Linked DNA regions of Oryza sativa: region 1 is linked to region 2. Evidence: chromatin contacts called from public HiCAR-type data. All regions are on one chromosome and are shown on one strand. Each heading gives the region's core, a stretch centred on a gene start, on an enhancer-like site or on the middle of the called end of the contact. The rest is flanking DNA. Distances are from core to core; before and after follow the strand shown.

What was found. HiCAR-type assays count read pairs that join an accessible place to other places.
Region 1: a contact with region 2 is called in a HiCAR-type map of leaf, with 8 times the contacts expected there. The contact joins the promoter of LOC4347026 here to the promoter of LOC4347003 in region 2. A contact is called at or near these places in 5 of 15 Hi-C or Micro-C datasets (leaf, panicle, seedling and 1 more) and 1 of 4 datasets of contacts at active chromatin or transcription factors (leaf).

The regions. Positions count from the first base shown.
Region 1 is chr9:18,847,513-18,853,766 of ASM3414082v1, forward strand. It overlaps LOC4347026, which reads right to left and starts at 4,162. Exons shown (of 1, transcript XM_015755906.3): 1 at 3,139-4,162. The coding sequence starts at 4,073. The coding sequence ends at 3,693.
Region 2 is chr9:18,474,918-18,481,498 of ASM3414082v1, forward strand. It overlaps LOC4347003 (HMG-Y-related protein A), which reads right to left and starts at 1,800. Exons shown (of 2, transcript XM_015795891.3): 1 at 1,650-1,800; 2 at 759-1,571. The coding sequence starts at 1,730. The coding sequence ends at 1,011. It overlaps LOC4347005 (putative 1-phosphatidylinositol-3-phosphate 5-kinase FAB1C), which reads right to left. Exons shown (of 11, transcript XM_015756917.3): 11 at 4,516-5,283. The coding sequence ends at 5,026.

The sequences.
Region 1 (6,254 bases), core at 2,912-5,411, 370 kb after region 2:
CGAAAGAGCAACATTTTCAAATAGCTTGATGAAACAAGTGGTTTTGGAGCTCTCTAGCTCCGAATCCTCCGTTTGGAGCCAGAAAAAATCACTGAAGAAAGGAATGCACTTCGACCTGTTTAGATGGGATTAAAACTTTTAAGTGCCTATCACATCGGATGTTTGGACACTAATTATAAATATTAAACATAGACTATTAATAAAACCCATCCATAATCTTGAACTAATTCGCGAGACGAATCTCTTAAGCCTAATTAATTCATGATTAGCCTATATGATGCTACAGTAAACATTATCTAATTATGGATTAATTAAGCTTAAAAAATTTATCTCACGAATTAGCTTTTATTTATGTAATTAGTTTCGTAAGTAGTCTATATTTAATACACTAAATTAATGACTAAATATACAGACTAGAGTTAAATCACTGAATCCAAACATCACCTTAGCTATTATTCTCATTGCCAACTCTTGGAATTGGGTGCACAGAATGATCTGTAGCATGAGTTGGGAACGGATCCGTAAAGTCTCGTTCACCGACGGGAATTGCACAGAGTAACTGCAGTCTGCAGAGGACATGCGTCCGTAGTTCACTGTTGGACTTAAGGTCTGTTCTTTTCTCCAATAAAAATTGAATGAAGATTAAGATTTTCGTGGCATGTTTTTAAACCGCTAAACGGTGCGTTTCATACGAAAACTTTCTATATAAAAATTACTCTAAAATATCATATTAATCGATTTTTTAAGTTTATAATAATTAAAATTCAATCAATCATACATTAATACGTTTTACGTAAAAAAAACCTTAATCTTCATCTTCATCTTTAGAAGAAAAGAACGCCAATCATCATCACTTCGATTCATGTTCGACGGAGATTGTCCGCGGTTACCGCTGTTCAGTAGCTGTAGCTGAAAGGTGGGCCTCACACCCCTAGCCCCACATATTATTTCATTTCAGTTACTCCCTCCGTCTCAAAATATAATCATTTTTAGAATTCGACATAGTTTTTGGGATACTATTTTGACCAACAATATCTATAAAGTTGAAATGCTTTAAATAAAAAGAGTTGCATATTTAAGGGTGGATGTCGAGCTGGCTCAGCTCGGGTTCGGTCTAGCTCGTTAGGATAACGAGCTAGCCCGGCTCGGTTCGTTAACCTAACGAGCTAAAAACCCCAGCTCAGCTCGGCTGTAAGCTCGAGCCAGCTCAACTCAGCTCGGCTGTAAGCTCGACTCAGCTCGGCTGTAAGCTCGAGCCAGCTCAACTCAGCTCGGCTGTAAGCTCGACTCAGCTCGTTTAGCTCGCAAGCTGGCACATGCTGACGAAGGTCGCTTTCCTCCTCCATGGCGAGCGCAACGGTGAAACGGTTTGGATGACCAACAGCTGCATGGTGCACACACACCACCAGAAGTAGCAAAATAAATCGGGTGAGATTTATTGAGAAGTGCTGGAAGTCTGAAACTACAAAGGCACACCTGAGCAGAAGAACGACGGCAACGGCGATTGCTAACATGTGGGCTGTGGTGAAGTCATCGTCCTCAGTGAGCAACGAGATCGACGAACAATCGAGGCTGTAACACCGTGCTGCGGTGCTCGGACCTGGGAGCACAAGATGGTGCAACGACGGAGTGAAGGCTAGGAAGGAGGGAGGGCGGAAGCGCGAGGATGCGGCTGCCGACGAAGGAGGCGAGGTGCCGAGGCTGCGGTAGCGGTGCGATTCACAATGGCGATGACGGAGGCGCAATGGGATTGGGGATCGATGGATTGATTCAAGAGTAAATTTAACAGAACTACATGTTTTATGATTCAAGTTGCAGAAAACCATAAATATTTTGATACTTGGTACTTAAGTACATATATTTTGGTAGTTTAGTTTCACAAAACCACACTATCGATGAATGGATTTACTCGTGAGATGACGTGGTCGTTTCATCTAGGATGAAGACGTGGCATCCTATTAATTTCGTGCGATGGCTGGTAATAGGATGACATGTCCTCATCCTAGATGAAACAATCACGTCATCTCGCGGGTGAATCCATTCATTGATAGTGTGGTTCTGTGAAACTACACTACCAAAATATATATACTTAAGTGCCAAGTGTCAAAGTGTGTGTGGTTTTCTGTAACTTGGACTACAAAACGTGTAGTTTTGTGAAATTTACTCTTGATTCAATCCAGGGACACTAGGGTTGGAATATTATGGGCTTTGGACTTTGGAGCGTTTTGAGCCTTAGAGAAAAAACGTGGACTTCATTGTGGCCTAGTTAAGCCTGCCAATGGGTTGGATTGGAATGGGTCTAATGGATTAGTTTTCAATTTGGATTCACTTGGTATGGGTGTAAAGGAAAAAGTCCACATTGACTCCCTTAAAAGTACGCCGAATCTAATTCATACCCCTTAACTAGAAAACCGGGTAGGATGACTCCTCCAACTATTAAAACCGGTAAATTTGACTTCCTCAGCGGTTTTAGAGATGGTTTTGCTGACATGGCGCTTTGACTCGGTCCAACTGGTTGACTCAGCACGTGGGACCCACATGTCAATGTCACATTTTCTTTCTCACTTTCTTTTCTCTTTTTTTCCCTCTTTTTCTCCCAGACCGAAAATTTCCCCTATGCCTCCGAACGGCACCACAAACCGCCGCCGTTCATGGATACCTTCAAGGACGCCATCGATGCTCTTCTCCCCGCCGCGGGAACCCGGCCGATGACGGATGCAGGTTACATATGTAATTATAGTACAAATATAGTGTAATTATGAAAATTACATATGTAATTATAGTATAAATATAGTGTAATTACGAAAATTACATTGTAATTATGTTACAGTTACATTTGACAGATTTTTAGGCTAATTTTCAGTCGAATGTTGTATAGATAGTCCCTTAAGAAAATGCAACGAGTCGAGTCGAGCCGAACGAGCTAATGAGCCACGAGCTTTTCGTCCACCCCTACGTATATTACGATAGTTTTTGTTTAATGACAAATCTAGTAACATCCATTTTATATGTTTGAACTTTTTTATTTGTTGGCTATTAATAGTTAAAGTTGTAAATGTTTGACTTACCACTACTGTAATCTTTTTTAACGTGAACGTGTGTAGGATTGTTGCACGTTCAGAGAAGCATTACGCTTAATTTACAAGCGAAGCATTGCCAATTAAAAATCCACGCTAGCTAGCTTGTGCGTGCAACAACATCTTTACCGATGGACACACGTTACATATATTTCCCTCAGTCACCAAACAGTTGTATGGTCAACGACACCATCAGCCGTAAATCGATCGGCAACTGAAATGATACACGCGACACCAATATCATCGTCTCCACACACCACCACCACGCATGCATGCATGCAGGAGTGCACGCATGGCGACCTCGACTACTCCCTCCGTTTTTAAATATTTAACGCCGTTAATTTATTTAAATATATTTAATCGTTTATTTTATTTAATTTTTTTAAATATGTAAAACTATATATATAATAAAAACATATTTAATAATAAGAAAAAAATATTTTTTTATTTTTTTAATAAGATAAACTGTCAAATATATTAAAAAAATTAACGGTGTTAAATATATAGGTACGGAGGGAGTACGTAGACACGAGCTAGCAAGACAACAAGGCAAGCAATCAAGCGGCACCGGCGCCGCCGTCGACCATCGCCGGCCGGCCGCCGACGCGATGATGATCAAACCTTGGCGAAGCAGAGCTTGACGACGGCGCACTTGAGGAAGCAGGCGACGAAGGTGGGCGGGCTGACGATGTCGGCGACGCAGGTGCCCGCGCACTTGACCAGGCACTTCTGGCAGTTGCTGGGGCAGATGGTGGCGGCGCCGTCGCCGCCGTCGAGGAGGTCGGCGAGGTCCTGATCGTCGGCGAGGCGCGTCTCCAGCTGCTGCAGCGTCGTCGGCGTCGCGTCGTCGTCGTCCTCGACGACGTGATCATCCACGCGCGTGGAGGTGGCGGCGGCGGCCGTCGTCGTGAGCTGCCCGGCGGCGACGGAGAGGGCGACCATCAGGCAGAGGACGGCGGCGGCCATCTTAACCGCGGCGGAAGTGGAAGCCGCCATTGATGGATTGTAACTTGGGACGCGAGAATGCAGCAGGGGTGAGGTGAAGTTGTAGCTTGTAAGCGTGGGGACCGATTGGCTTGGCTAGTTGGCTTACGAGGAAGTAGGGTTCGCTATATTTATAGAGTGCACACATGACACTGCATAGACATTGAGGGCCGAAATATTAAGAGCAGGTACAATAGCAGGCTATAAGCCAGCTGTAAACATATTTTAAAGAGATAAATGAGGTGAGAGAAGAGCAACGGGCTACATATTTGTAGCCAGCTATAGCACGGACTCGAAGACACATTATGTGTATGACAGGTGGGACCAGGTATTAATAGTGTAGTATGTAACTATTGTATGAATGAGCTACTAGATTGGCTATAGATGAATTGGAGCTAGTAGTTGGCTATACTATTAGACTTGCTCTAAGTCGACAGGGACGGAGCTAGCTAGGTAGGAGAGGGGGTGTCAGAAATCCGGTCAAGAATTTTTTTTTTCATTATATATGTACTCCTCAATCTAAACTCATACATTCATATCAGTCTAAACTTGATCTAAACTAGAGTAAAGCAAGCAAGTGGTATCGCTCTCTATTTCGTTAAACTAGAGTAAAGCAAGCAAGTGGTACTGCTCTCTATTTTGTTTTAGCTTCGCACCTGTAAGTTGTATCATATATTCCGTATGTACGTTGGAGAGAGAGCCAATTTACAACTTAATGAACGTGCACTCATATATATTTCGGGCCCGGCATAGAACTATTTTGTCCGAAATTTTTAACTTTTTTAATTCAACCAGAATTTGGTCAAACCCAGTCAAGATCTTTTCAAATTTAATAACAATTTCGTCCAAGCTAGCCCCCGCCGTAAATACGCAAAACGAAATTGCATAACCTGGCAGTCATGTCTTAATAATGGATCGAGATCACCTGCAGTTGTAATGTGGACTGCAACTTTAGCAGTCCTTGCGTGACCGTCAGATCAAAGAAAAACAGCTCAGATTCGGCCAGAACACTATAGCACGCGTATATAGTCCTGTAGCGCCCTGTAGCATGTACTGTAGCGTTGGCAGATTGGTTATGACGTGGCACAGCTATCTGTCCTTTATCAGCTTGATCCGATGGTTGTGAAGGGATGTGACTGCCTAACTTGCAGTCGCTATAACAACTGCACCGGATCTTGATTCCAGAATAATATATGTAGGAACTAAAGGGGTTAAGAGATAAGAAGATTAAATATGCTGTAATTTTAATACTACACATACTTCAATATATTGAAGCATACTTCATAAAAAAATTGCAACTGTAGTCATTCAAAAGACAAACTAGTAGGGAGAAGAAATTACTTGGATGCCCCTTGTTAAACAAGGGAGTGGTTGGAAGTGGGAAAGTAGTTGGGCTTAAAACAAGGAAAAATTAAATGACAGAAGTGCTATAATTTTTTTTACTGAATTTAAATGTTAGAATTGCATTCTGTTTGGAACGAATGATGTACACTGGTTTGATTTTTAAATTTACTATCTCCATCCCAAGTAAGCTCATTTTTTACTCATCTCACACGTACCAGTACAAAACCAATAATTCTAGAACACCCCTACTTTATCAAATCTCAATACAACTATTTCTCAATCTATCTACTCCCAATACAATAATTTTCTACTTTTATAAACTCTGATGCAATGATTAATTACTCTAAAAATAATTATTTTATGATAAATGGAATGAGCTAAAAATGAACATATTACGGACGGATGAAGTAGCAAAAGAAAGGAAATTCGTGTTGCTTTCCATGTATCATAGTCAGTAGCGCCTGGACAGCCCCTTATCCCTTAGATTGCAATCCAATGGTGATCACTCTTACCATTACTAATTGAAATCGAAGTCCTTAATTTCTTATATAAAAGTTTGAACAATAAATTACTCTTATCTAAACAAGAAATAATTTTACAATCCACGATAACTTACCAGTATTACATGTAAAAATATGCAAACTTAGATTAAAAATAGACTAAAACCATATACAACGACAAAATTGCATAGCACTACCATGTGCAATTCTTGGTGACTGGGAAATTTTCTTGCGCCTGAAAGTAGCAAAATCATCCCATATATATACTATAGTCTATGTATAGTATGCACATTACAATATCATTAAGATGCGCGTTTATCCCATAAACCAAACATGTGAAATACCAATT
Region 2 (6,581 bases), core at 550-3,049:
TAACTGGCAGGGTTTGTGCCTTCCAAATAGAAGGAAATTGCTATGTATACGACCCAATCATCCAACTAACGTATGACTAAGTTTGATCAACGGCTACACTGCATATGAACATCTGCTCCTTTGATTGATCAATTGGTTGCATGCCTCTAGTCGTACATGAGTATGCACAACTGGGTCGTATGTATAGCAGTATTCAAAATTGAATTACCATTACCAAGCACCTACTCCATGTACATTACACAGAAACCCAAAATATCAACTACATATGCAATCATATTCATGGCAGTTGCCAATTGCCACTAGAGTATGAAGCATGACCTGTGCACAAATATTAGTTTCTGGCATCTATACTAAAAGAACCACGGGTTACAATCCATCATCCTTTTTTTGGTTTTCTTTTTTTGGTTTTTTGCGAGGAAGGTCATTATCCATCAATATCAAACAGATAGTTCCGAAGATATGCCCGTAAAGCGCTTTCACCCACTAAATGACTTTAATGGGGGAAAAATGCAAGCTTCTAAAAAAAATTAGCTAAAGACGCCTAACAACTGGAGGATGACTTCATCCAGTCAGAAATATAAGCATTATACAGTCTACATGCAGACTACAGCTTAATTCATGAATAAATCAGCCAATTTTTTTCTCCAGCAAGACCAGCAGCTTAACTCATCGATAAATCAGACTTATTTTTTTGTCCGGCATGGCATAGAACAATTCAACATCATTTGATAACACTAAATGCAGCCACCAATCTAGAATTAACACAAACGACACGAAAGTCACCAACATTACCATAATAATCAGCACGCGATAACACGAATTCAATCACAACTCTCAGCAACGGATGATCCATCCAGCACACCTAAACCTCCCACCATCCGATTAACTTACAATAAGCAGCAACCCGAGCCGCGCCTCCAATCAGTACGAGACATAATCTGAAGACTACGTTACAACCTAAAGGAGCTTACCATCGTCGCCATCGCGGCGATGCGGAGAATCGGAGCTAATCAAGCAGCGGCTGGCTCCCCGACCGGCGCGGCGGGTCTCACCTTGGGCGGGCGCCCACGGCCGCGCTTGACAGGCGGCGCGGCCTCAGCCGCCGCGGCGGGAGCCGAAGCTGCGGCGGGAGCGCCAATGGGGTCTTCCTGTTCGACCTTGGCCTTCTTGGGCGGGCGGCCGCGCGCGCGGGGCATGCCACTGGTGGCCTTCGCGACCGCCTCGGCGAGGGGGTCCTTGGGCTTAGGCGGGCGGCCACGGGGGCGCGGCGAGGAGGCCGCCGGCGCCGCGGGCGCGGGCGCCGGTGCGGCGGCGGCGGCGGCGGCGTCCTTGGGCTTGGGCGGCCTGCCGCGGCCGCGCTTGGGCGGGAGGGACGGGTCGTCGCCGCGGAAGTAGTTGTTCTTGGAGAAGGCGAGCTCGCCGGTCTGCTTCATGCGGGCGAGGTGCGCTGTGAGGAGCGACGGGTGCGCGGGGGGGAGGAGCCCCTCGTACTTCCCCTCGATGTGCTGCGAGATCGCCGTCTTGTTCGACCCGTTCCTGTCGTCCAGCGCCTCGATCGCCGCCAGTATCATCTGCGCGCGCGCCCGCAACGCGGTGAGCTTCACCTCACAGGAAGGGGAGGGGAGGGGAGAGGGGAAAGCGGTTCTTACCTCCGGGTAAGACGGGGTGGCGGCGGGCTTGGGGTCCGCCTCGGCCGCCGCCATGGTCGACGCGTCCTCCTCGGTCGCCATGGGAGTGAGGCGTGGTGTGAACAGGGGGAGAGAAATTTTCGATTTGGATCCAGGGAAGAAGACGACTAGTACTCTCCTCCTCCTCCAAGTAGTAGATAAGAAGAGATGGGGGCGCGTGTATATGCTGCTGCTGAGTATATCGACGAACGCACGCTGACATGTCGGCCATGGTGGAGTGGGGCCCACCTGTCGGTGAGTGTGGGGGGAGTCGTGGGTGGTGAGGTGGGGCGTTTGAGGGTTTTGGGGGGTTGTTTTTTTTTCGAATTTTTTTGACCGGCTTGTGCGGTGAGAGGTTTGGGGAGGAAATGGACGGTGGGGATCGGGGACAACGCGTCGGGATCGGAGGGTGAGGGAGGAAGCGACAAGAGGGGGGCGCGGGGATCGGTGACGTGGCGGTGGGCGCACGCGTGGCACTCGCGGCTGCATCCGTTGGAAATGACTAATCTGCCCACGGAGTTGGGCTCGTCTGTTGGGCCCAACCAAGTTCAGGTCTACTTCCACTTCGCAATTTTGCGTTACACAGTTTAATTTAGTTCCTACTACAGAATACTCTCTCTATATAGTAACTTTTAATATGGTCCTAATAGAAAATCTACTCCACAGTCTTCCGTTGCAACGAGACAAACTAAATGTGCGATTAATTCGCTTCTTTTCGTCTTCGTCGTCTGATTATCTCTTTGGCCCTGGGGGTACAACAACCTAGCGGCTGCGCTGCTGCTGGACAATGCCATCGCGACCGTGAGAAACAGGTGTCCTCTCGGCGGTAGCCGGAGTGGGCGGCAGCGGCGCAACGTCTTCTGGCACGACCACAACCTTAAGCCTCCTAGACGCCTCCTCCCAGAGGAAGGGCACGCCGACGGAAGACCGTAGCAGTGGCGTCATGGGTTGACAGTGCGTCGAGGTCCAGCACCTTGCTTGTCCGCGACCACGCGTGTGCCGATGCTTGCAGGCACAGTGCCACCCGCACTGCCGCTAGACGGCACCTGCAGGCGCACGTCTTGGGGTGGACAAGGCCTAGCCACGGTGGCAAGAAGAGGTGGTCGCGCGGCATAATGGGGAGCGCCATGCTGTGGGCGGCGCGGGTGTTCGTGTTCTTCCCCGCCGCCATGCTAATACCAGTATGACAGCTGTTACCCGATACTTATGATACCTGGCACTTCGTACCTGTGGTATCTGGTATCAACACCTGATACTCGATACTTGTGATACCTGGCACCTAGTATCTACCTAGTACCCGATACCCCCGATACCTGTGATACCTAACACCTAGTACCTACCTAGTACATGATACCAGATACCTGGTACCTGTGGTACAGTATGGTGTACGCTAATTAATCACACATTAAAATTGTTCCGTGACTTCACTTTTTCACGGTATCCCATGGGCTAGCTGCCCTCTAAAAGAATCTTTCAAGTGTATGATATTGTGATAGTGCTTTTTGACCCAATTCTACCAAGACTACTTTTGCTAGCCGAGAGTTCTTGCGTTGCAACGGAAAAAAATGGGTTTCTAGCTTATTAAGTCAATTAAGCACATATTTGGTTCAAGTATTACTTTTATGATTTTGCTTACTGAACAAGTAGGTAATTTCAAATTTTAGAGAGATACAACAGTGAAATATGAGAGGACTTTGGAGGATGGGTGACTAGCCTATTTGGTAGATCGTTGATGGTGATATGGTAGCATATATCATGGGGCATAAATGTTAGGATATGCTACATCCGTACAAAATCCCTTATATTATAGAACGGGAGGAGTAGTTTATAGATTAGTGGTTGAAGTTCTATAATAAAGGTTTAACCTGTAAACATGAAATAATCATAAGTGGAGTACTACATACTACATACTTAGGGCTGGACGAAAAGCTCGTGGCTCGTTAGCTCGCTCGGCTCGACTCATGACGAGCTCGGCTCGGCTCGACTCAGCTCGTTACGGTTTTGAAACGAGCCGAGCTGCAGTTTCAGCTCGTTAAGGCAGCTTACACATAGAGATAAATCAGTAGGACACCTATGGGCCATAAACAAAGCCCCATGACAACCCAAGTACATTAGTCCCCCGTGCATGCGTCTACCGAACAGAAAAGTATCGCTTCCCCTTCCTCTCATCTATCTCCAAACTCCAATCCAGATCGAGTCGCCGTCGGCCGCTCCGAGCCTCCGCGCTGCTACTCCCTGCGTCCATCCATCGCCACGCCCTACCGCACCGGCGCCGCTCCGTGCCGCACCAGCGCTGCTCCTGTCTCCATCCTGTGTTGCCATCGGCCATGCATCCTTGTCAGTCATGACCATGGATGATGGAGCATGAAGAAACGAAAGGATGCTTTCTGCTCTCTACTTCTCTGTCACAGTAGGAGGCTTTTCTGATTTTGCTTTTCGTGGTGAAAGACTTCGGTGTTGTTGTGTTAGAGTTTCTTGATGGGAGATTGTAGACTTTTTCTTATATCTTTTGATAATTTCTCAGATAATTTTGGAGCCATTTCATCTCGCTGCTGCGTTCTCTACTTGTCTGATAAATACTAGCTCTGGCTCGCGAGCCTAACGAGCTAGCTCGAGCTTTCAAACGAGCCGAGCCGAGCCTCGAGCTCGTTAGGATAACGAGCCGAGCCGAGCCAGCTCGTTATCCTAACGAGCTAAACCGAGCCAAGCTGAGCCGAGCCGAGCCGGCTCACTATCCACCCCTATACATACTACAGTAACAGAATATCCCTTTCTCAGCTGCCAAGCATGCAGCCATTTCAACAAAGTCACAAATGGTCCAGAAAAAAAAAATGAAAGTACAGTACTATGACAAAGTAACTGAACTGATACATCTTTAACACAAGTAACTGAGCTGTTACAAATTTCACAAGTAATCGAGATGTTACACCTTTATTGACCTGCCCTCTATCTTGTACAATTCTATATGGATACCAGAGGTAATCAAATCAGAAGAAATGAGGCACAGCACGGCGTCGAATAATCCGCCTTCGCTAGCAGCAAATGCACATTCTACAGGGACCAAGCCTTTTTCCGCCTTGAGATCACGGGGAGAAAGACACTGCAATTGGCATGCTTGGTGTCCAGCCCACACACGACAAGGTGGCCTGATCCTCTGTTTCTATTCTATGATTTCTATCATTCTAAGGCTACAACAATGTTAGTAAGTGACCGAACCAATTAAAGAATGGTTGGCTAAATGGCTACCTGTCTCGTTTCACCCCCATTTTGCTCAAAAAAAAATTACAGCGGGGATGAAACGGTGACGATTCTGCTTCAACGTAGGGTAGGGTGGAAGAGGGAGGCAGGAAAAGCCCTGTTATGATGAGGACCAGTCGTCGGGGACGGCGAGGAAGTACCTCGACATGGCCTTCCTGAACCTCTTCTTGTACTGGACCGGCGATATGACGGTGGGGGCCTCGTTCTTGGAGCCGCCCAGGATGCCGGAGGCCTTCACCCACGTCTCCAGCTGCTTGTCCCAGGTGTACTGCCGGAGGAAGTCGATGATGCCGATCACGAGCTCGTTCTTCCTCTCGTCTACGCCGACCAGAAGCGAGTAGTCCATGACGTCCAATGACTGCAGGAATGAATCGTGTATTCGTGTTATACTGACTGTTTCTCGCAAACAAGCAGGTGGTGAAATCAGGTACTCGTGTTTTAGATTAAGAGTAAAATACACCAGCGGTCCTTAAACTTGTCAGCAGGTTTCACTTAGGTCCACGAACTTGCAAAGTACACATTAAGGTCCCTAAACTTGGTTTATTGTATCATCCTGGTCCAAAGCCGTGTTTAACCGTGGTCTTGCCTACGTGGCACGCCAAGTGGACGATGACATGGATTTTTTTTATTTTTTCTCCCTTCTTCTTTCTTTTTTTCTCTTTCTTCCTTGTCGAAAAGATGAAAATGCCTCATGCACGTCATCGTCCATGTCATCGTCTTTTCATAAAAGAGAAAAGAGAAAGAATAAGGGAGAAAAAATATAAAAAAAAATCCATGTCATCATCCACATGACGTGCCACGTAGGCAAGGCCACGGTCAAACACGGCTTTGGACCGGGATGATACAATAAACCAAGTTTAGGGACCTTGATGTGCGCTTTACAAGTTCGTGGATCTAAGTGAAACCTGCTGACAAGTTTAAGGACCGCTGGTGTATTTTACTCTTAGATTAATGCAGATAATAGGCAACTCGAAATCAGGTACTCGATTTTAAATTATCTCATGCTGGTGTTCGAAACAATCAGTACGCCACATTAATGTGAAGATAACACAACTACTATTTCTTGGTAAGACAAGAAACTATCATCATTCTCTCTGCATAGTTCAATGACTAAAAGGGAGAGTGTACAAGGAGATAAACAACAATATAAGATTGTAAGGTCACATATTCAGTTAGATTCCATTGGGATCTATAAGTTCTAAACCATAGCAAATCTTTAATGACATCTAGAAATAAATAAATTAGGCTTTGTTTGGAACAGAGGAATTCAGGCAAAAATGAAATACTTCCTCCGTTTCATACTATAAGACTTCTAGTATTGTCCACATTCATATATATATATATATATATATATATATATATATATATATATATATATATATATATATATATTAATGAATCTAGACATATATATGTGTCTAGATTCATTAATATTTATATGAACGTGGACAATGCTAGAAAATCTTATAACCTGAAACAGAGGTAGTATTATTTTTGTTTACCAAATGGAGTCCGGGCAGTTTTCATACACACGGCAAAAATGCTGCTGTTTTGTCATACACACGGCAGTTTTCATGCCACGGAAGCGAAATTGTATACAGGAGTTTCTTTTACGACAAACAAGCATGGCAATCAAATTGAAATTTAAGATTTAGT